Linked DNA regions of Cricetulus griseus: region 2 is linked to region 1. Evidence: chromatin contacts called from public Hi-C data. All regions are on one chromosome and are shown on one strand. Each heading gives the region's core, a stretch centred on a gene start, on an enhancer-like site or on the middle of the called end of the contact. The rest is flanking DNA. Distances are from core to core; before and after follow the strand shown. Region 1 holds the start of Sipa1l2 (signal-induced proliferation-associated 1-like protein 2). Region 2 overlaps Pcnx2 (pecanex-like protein 2).

Evidence for each region. Hi-C and Micro-C count contacts between places; a contact is called where the count stands out from the background.
Region 2: a Hi-C map of the CHL-YN cell line shows a contact between it and region 1, with 10 times the contacts expected there. The contact joins the enhancer-like site here to the promoter of Sipa1l2 in region 1. A contact is called at or near these places in 4 of 8 Hi-C or Micro-C datasets (the CHK-Q cell line, the CHL-YN cell line, the CHO-K1 cell line and 1 more).

Annotation. Positions count from the first base shown.
Region 1 is chr3:202,348,135-202,351,941 of CriGri-PICRH-1.0, reverse strand. It overlaps Sipa1l2 (signal-induced proliferation-associated 1-like protein 2), which reads left to right and starts at 2,455. Exons shown (of 23, transcript XM_027404809.2): 1 at 2,455-2,630.
Region 2 is chr3:202,677,379-202,681,241 of CriGri-PICRH-1.0, reverse strand. The region is part of intron 8 of Pcnx2 (pecanex-like protein 2); the gene reads left to right. Among named protein-coding and RNA genes, the nearest start is that of Pcnx2, 29 kb to the left of the region's middle. Within about 2 kb of position 2,356, at least 1 of the 6 cell types and tissues checked has open chromatin away from gene starts, as enhancers often do.

The sequences.
Region 1 (3,807 bases), core at 1,206-3,705:
ACACATGTGAGGACAACCCTGCACCCCAAGCAAACAGGACCAGCAGACGACGAATGACATATATGTGTGCATTGCATAATCAGGGACACCACACCAGGCCAGAGGGCATGGCTTCTTCCCAGGCAGGCCTGGTAGCATTTCTCTGGGTTTCCCAGTCATTGGCAACTGTTTCTTTATCTTCTCCTGTTTTCGTATTTTCTTTTTTCTGGAGATGAAGGCGGAACTCTAAGTTTTCCACATATCAGGCAAGTGCATTTCAGCCAAGCTACACCACCAGTCCTCCTTCCTTTCCATCTGACAGCTTTGGCACAACCTTTGCTGCTTCCCCAAGGTTGGTCTGCACTCACCAGCTCTCCTTGTGGGTGCCAGGCCACCTATCTGCTCTCAAACTGCTCCTTATCTCGAAACCTCATATGTTAGCCCTTTGGTTCTAACATCAGGCCCTGAACTGTGTATAAAATCAATACCTATTTGTTGCAGATTATGAATATTCATTTGGCATGAAAAGAAAAGCTTTAACAGGAAGGTTGTAGTAGAAAGGGGAAGGAGAAAATAAATGTGGGGTTCAACATCTTCAGTAAGTTAGCCATTGACCTTTATTACTCTGCAGGAATCCTTGTAGGTTGAATCTTGTGGCTTGTTAAGGAAATTAACAAGCGAAAAGGTAGACAGCCACAAGCAGCAGAAAGGTTAGCTGGAAAACTCAGCTCCTTGGATTGGTTGGCATATCTTTGTCCCTTTCATTTTTCTTAGACTGATTAGGAATTACTTCAGTCAGAAGTGTAGGAGAAATGGATTGGAAGGATCCCTAGAGCTTGTTTCTGTAGGCATCCCTGAGCACAGAAGAATCCCCAGGGTAATGAGGCCTTTGAAAGGCAGGGAGGGAGGCTTAGGGGAAAGTGAACCGGAGATGATGAACCTATGATAGCTCAAACTAGCTTGCTTTTACGTGCGTGTGTGAGTGATTGCTTGCATTCACCTATGTGTACTACATGAGTGCAATGCCCAGAGAGGCCAGAAGAGGGCTTCTGATCTTCCGGAATTGGAGTTAAAGATGTTTGAGAGTGGTCATTGGAAGCTGGGCACGGAAGCCATGTCCTCTGCAGCAACAGTGAATGCTCTTAATGGCCGAGGAATCTGGATCATACTGGCTTTTAGCCAAGCTCACCTGTATGCTTCAGGGTTGGTACTTTTCTTTGAAACTTCAGCGGCCTCCAAACCTTTGCTAAAAGAGGCATTTTATATTCTTTCTGTAAGATACCCTGAGTCCATGGCCATGCACTGCCCTTTTACCTCCTTACCAGAAACTCTGCCTTGAGTTTCTTCTGCACATGTCCGGAAAGTAACAGAAAAAGCTTCCCAGGAAGCACAGCAGCATAGGTCATTTATCAGGCCCCATGTTTGTTCAGTGCATACACAACCTTGTAAACGCTAAGTATGAGACAAACCTTGAGAAAGACCTCAAAACCTGGAGATCTCAGGAGTGTTGTGTCATATACAGGTCGCAGACATGTTTTGCCAGGCCAATTCCTATGCATTCCGCCTGAATTATAAAATGATATATAAAGGACTGGACATTGTGTACGCAGAGAAATACAACGTGGGTGGGGATCCACTTTGTTTAAATTTTACCAGGGTGTGTGTGTGTGTGCAGTCGGAAGCACTGCGACCGGGAAGGAGAGATAACATCGTAACATTACCTCTTCCAGGGAGAAGCTCAAAGTCCCAATCAACCCAGATCGAGACTCTGGTGACACAACGTGAAAGCCCGCTCGGCTCGGGAAATCCTGCCACCAGCACCTGTCTCATTAACGCCTCCTGGAGCCGGGACATCTCAGAATAGGGCCCAATACAGGTGTACTGTAGCCAGCAGCAGGTGAGGCTTCCTGGAGGACAGACAAGGCCTGAACACGGAGTGTAGACGTTCCGGGCAGGCGAGAGCCTACACGAGCATCACAGGTCCCCCAGACCGGCGCGGACTGCGCTTAGGACTTTTGCGTCAAGTGAATCCCCCGGGCTTCGCCGGGCTATGGCGACCCTCAGGAGGCCAGAAAGGTAAGAGCCTGCGAGGCTGAGAGTCCACACCCGGAGAGCACGGGTCGCTCCGAGGGCGCCCCGACTCGCGAGCGGTGGGAGGCCAGTTGCTCCTCGCCGCAGGCTGAAGCCTCGCGCTCCCAGCCACAGGCAACTCGCTCTCCCAGGACGCTCGCGCGCGCCCGACTGCAAGGGACGAGTCTGGCCAGGAGGCGCGCCAATGGGCGTGGGCGGAGAGCCCGAGGCGGGGCCTGTCCTGTTGGCCAATGGGCGTGGGCGGAGCTCTAGGGGCGGGGACTGTCCTGGTACTGGCCAATGAAAGGGGCTGCAGAGCTCGGGGTGGGGCCTGCCGGAGCACCGGCCAATAGGTGGGGACGGGGCGCGTGGGGCGGTGCCGGGGCGGGCGGCGGCGGGGAGCCGGCTGCAGACGGAGCCGGCGGCCGAGGACGCAGCGCGGCGCCTGGCGACAGCTCGAACCGCGGGCGCAGCGGCCGCGCGGGGAGCGCGCCCATGGGTAGCGCCGGACGGTGGCGGGCGGCGAGGCCCCGGCTTCTGCGCGCCGGCCTTAGAGGGGCCCAGAGGACTGCCGCTCCGAGGTGCGTGTCGGGGGGTGCGGGGTGCGTCCGCTGGTGCGGGTCGTGGGGACCGGACCTGCCCGGCTGTGTCCAACTTGCGGGCCGCTCCCCCGGGGCTCCCGCTCCTTTGTACGCGCGGGCTTGCGTCTTCGCGGGTGAAGACCGCGGTCGGGGAGCTACCCGGCAGCGCCGGCACATTCATTTCAGCCTGGCCGCAGAACCCAGAGAATCAATTTCGGCTCATCCTCCCGAGAGCGAGAGCCGAGAACAACTTGGCGTCACCCCTCAGGGAGACGTTTGTCGTCATTAACCGGCTCCGGGTATCTTAATTCAGCCGGCCAACGCCAGCACCGGCGAACCGACAGCAAGTGCGTCTTCACGAATTGGGGCTCGGCGGTACCTGATTTTGGTCAAAACAGGTCTTAGGCGCTTTGGATTCTGCTTAGAGTTGACTTGGTCTGGACAAGGATGGCTTTAAGAAAGAAGAATAAACAGCGAGAGAAAAAAGCAAAGCGGAAAAACACCCCCAAACCCAAGTCATTCACAGAAAACCGGGTATCTTGGTTATTCTCATTGGTTTTCCCAGTAACTTCAAAATAGTCCCAGAAATGTTCCTTTTGTCTGCGGTTTCACTTCTAAACTTTAACACTAGATGGCTTTCTTATGACAGGCATTTAGTCCACTGGCTGCTTGAGTTTCCTGCGTCTGCAGTCTAGGCTGGGATTTATTTATTTATTTAACGTCTTACAAATTGAAATGAAAGGGAAGAAAGTATCCCAAACTGCTGCTTTGTTTGAAATATACTGTTCCCCTTAAGGCTTAAGCCAGTTATTTTTGCAAATACGGAAAAGTGGGCTTTGATGTATACCACCTAAAAGGTGAATATGAGCAAGCTGCTCCTCAGCTGCGCTCTGCATCGTGTTTTGACTTATTTGGAGAATGGAGAGTCCTAGGGGTGGGTTTGATGATTACACTTTCGTAGATTTCTACGTGTGCTGTTTTCACTGCCCGGGTTTAGTTTGGAGGCTTCGGGAACAGGCAGAGATGGGGTCTGTGGTGGAAAGAGCAGTCTGTCTTGAGTTTGGGGCTCATGCAGGGCTGTTCGTGCCTGAGGGTTGACCAGCAGCCTTTGAGGAAGATCTGTAGTCCAGTGCGTCTGCCTGAGTCATACTGAGGATTGTGTCAGGGACCTCTGCAT
Region 2 (3,863 bases), core at 1,107-3,606, 330 kb before region 1:
CTGTGGAGTTTCCACACCACCTCAGTGAGTGGCCCCCACTCACTTGCTTTCTCTCTTTAATTTCTCTTTATCAGTCGCCCCCATTCTTGCTTTCTTTCACTTTCTCTGCACTTTCCATACTAGAGTTCTTTTACGTCTATGTACTTTGGGAGTTGAATCTCAGGACCTCATGCATGCTAGATGAACCCCATCCCCAGTGCCTCACGGAGAGATTCTAGGCAGGTGTTCTATCACTAAGCAGTATCCCATCACCTCATCCTAGATTCCAGGCAGCACTCTACCAGTGAGCTGAGCTTCCAGCCCCTCACCAGAGGATTATAGCGAGCATCCTTCCCCTGTGCTACAGCCAACCATGCATTAGTTCATTTGGGGCAAGTGCTCTCTGTGGGTTTTCAGCCCATCACTGGTGTGGGTGTGTGAGCACATGGGGGGAGGGGTGGCATCTCCTAATCACTGTCTCTAAACCCAAAGGTAAAGAATGACCTCTGACCCAGCCAGAGCAATGACAGCTGCTGGCAGCTTTGCCACCAGGAAGAGCCAGGGGTCTCCCACCTTACATTGCATCCCAGCATGCCCTGCGTCTTTGTGAAGCAACCTGGTAGCTCATAGCCCCGAGAGAGTTATCAACACATGTGAATACAGAATTGACAGGACTTCCTTCTATCTGAGAGAAACTAGAGCAAACGGAAACTTCCAGCCTCACTCTCTCGGAACCTTCTATGTAGACATGAGCAGAGCTCCCAGCTGCATGTTCTCTGAGGGAAGCAGTTCTTTATCAGCCAGAAAGCTGAAATGGAGGTAGAGCTGATGTGAGACCCAGACCTGCTCCAGGTCCATTTCTGACATGAGTTCGAATCCCAGCACCTGTGTTTATTTTGTTTCATATGGTTTAATTTTTTACTTGTTACATTTGAAAATTTTGCCTTACACTTTTTATTTATTTTAGGGTGTGTGTGTGTGCCTCACCGTACTTATGTGGAGGTCAAAGGATAGCTTTTCTCTTTCCACCACATAGATCCTAGGAAGCAGACTTTTGGGGTCATCAGGTTTAGTGGCAAGTACCTTTACTCACTGAGCCACATTGCTGTTCCTTGTCAACTTTTTTGACCCATAAGTTGAGAGAAACAATGAATTAACACACTGGCTTGCTTTAAAAATTGAAGTTGGGCTGGGAAGTTAAAACACTTGGTAAAACACTTGCTACATAGGCATAGGGACCTAGAATTCACATTAAAAAGTCAGGTGTGGTGCAGCACACTTGTAATCTAAGCATGGGATAGTAGACATGGGTAGATCTCCAAAACTCACTGGCCAGCCAGCTCACCTTAGTCAGCAGACCTTGGGTAATGAGAATGCCTTCTCTCAAAACAAGGTGGGTGGCACCTGAGAGATGACACCAGAGCTTGACCTCTGACAATCACAGGGAACACATGCACACACGTGTGCGGGCATGTGCACACACGCATTTATGCAGTTTTCAAGACAGAGCCTACTGTGGAGCGTACTTGGTGTCATGTGTTTGTCTCTTCTGGGTAGAAAAGGAGGACAAAGTTCAGTGTTAACTTGTCACAGCAGCCAGCCAACCCCTGGCATGTGCCAGGAGGAAGCTCGGTCTCATCAGGGGCCACTTTACCTGTCTGTGGAGTGAGCAGCTAAGGACATAGTCTTTTCCCAGAAGCCTGTGGTCCAATGCCCTGGAATCTAAGGCAGCTTGAGGGTGTGTAGTTAATAGTCTGTCTCTAGCACTTACAGCCATTAAGTTCTGGATCCTCCAACTGTAGCAAATTAAAATGTTGACTTTCAGATTGGAAGGGGGCCTGGCTAGGGCTCCATAAGCTATTCACCAATGAAGGTACTGGAAAAAAAGCTCTTCCGCTCTAAGGTGACCTCAGTGGCTGGGAGCACCTCCAACTAAATTGTTAAACTGCTGGATCCCATTACTGGCAGGAAGGCGACTCTCTTAGCCATTGTGAGGCCTGGTTGTCACGTGCCAGTTTTATGTCCCAGATGCTCAGCTCTAAATGGGAACTTGTGGGCCATGTAACTTCCATATCTCTTTAGGGATTCCTGAAGGAAGCTAAGAAAGGAAGTTCATTTCCCCTCCTGACCCCCCCTCCCCCTACCCCCCCCAAAAGACGGTAAGAAACAGCACACCTCCCCCCACTGCTGAAGACTCGTGGAGCACCTTGAGTCACACACTAACTGTTCATCAAGCAGGTGCCTTGGGGAAGGTTATCTGAATGTACTCTGCTTTCCCCAGAAACCTGAACTGCAGCCTTTCCAGGGGCTGCTGGGAAATACTGCCTCACTATAAACTCCCTCCATGTTTAACTGACTGGAACACAGGACTGATTTAGTAGTTCAGAGCCCAGAGTGAGCTGATTTGCTGAAAACTGATCTGGAAGTAGGTCATTAGCCCAGGAAATGGAAGAAGTTGCCTGGAAAGTTAACGAATGTTCAGAGTTGAAATGGTTCACTTCACATTGGACTTCCACTCTTCATTTTCAGGCTTTGTAATGAAAATACCACCCACACCCCCTGCTCTCTCTCTCTCTCTCTCTCTCTCTCTGTGTGTGTGTGTGTGTGTGTGTGTGTAGGCCAGAAGAGAACTTCAGATATCGTTTGAGACAGTCTCTCATTGCCCTGGAGCTCCACAAGCAGGCTAGGCTGGCTGGAGTGAGCCCCCCCCCCCAGCTGTCTCTGCCTCCTCAGTGCAGGGATTACAAACACACATTGCCACGCTTCACTGTGTCGGTTCTGGGGATCGAACTCACGTCCTTACACTTGCAAGGCAAACACTTCATTGACTGAGTTATCTCTCCAGCCCTTGTTTGCTTTTTGAGACATGCAGCCCAGGCTAGTCTTGCACTTTGGGTCCTCCTGCCTCTGTCTCCAGGTTCTGGGCTGACAGTCATGAATACAAACTTTTAGTCTTTGTTCAGCAAAGATTTCTATTTATTTTGTCTACAAATTTCCCAAGTATTGTCTTTCCTTTGAAAGTCCCAACCTTGATGTTAGCACGGTTCTCAGTCCATCTCTCAGGGGACTTTGTTTCTTTTTTCTTTTTTTTTTTTTTTCGGGGAGGGGGTTGTCTCATTGGGACCTGGGCCTCACCAAGTAGAATGGATTTGCTGGCTGGTGCTCACCAAGGGCCCACCATTCTCTGCCTCCCCAGTGCTGAGATCACAAGAGCATACCCAAATTTTGTGTCCGTTCTGGGGCTCAAACTGTCCTCATGCTTGTGTGGCAAATGCTTCATCCCCATCTCCTCAGCCTACAGCCATGATGTTTAAGGATGCACCTGGGTCTCAAAGAAGGGTGTGCCAGAAATAGTCACCTGACTTTTGCCTTATTCCAAGGAAGTGGAGACCTTGAGCTTGGAAGAGCAGGGGGGAGGGGCACTACAGTAAGACTGTGGGGTGTGCAGAACAGTGAGATATGGGGGCTGCTCAGTAAACCTGATAACTGCACTCAGCACAGCACATTTCAACACTGGCTGGGGATACTTAACCCCAGGCACGAAGCTGTGTCACTGTTAATTTGAATGAGAGATGTGTGTTTGCTGTGCCAGCATTAAAAAAGACTTGGGAAACCTTGCTGCCTTTGATCACAGTGAGGGCCAGGTGATGGGCCTTCCCGTGGTTTCTTCCCTGCCCTTGCTGATTTCTCTATCTTTGTTGATCTCTGTTCCTCCCATAATGGCCCTCATCCTGGGGACTCTGGTGCAAAGTTAAGAGGCAGTGTTTCTCCCCCAGCCTAGAGTCCCAGGAACAGAAATCCAAGCTGGAAGCTGAGGCCTTTTGCCTGCGCACAGCCCCAGCTGCCACACGGGGGCACACTCCATCCACTTGCTTTCTCTCTGC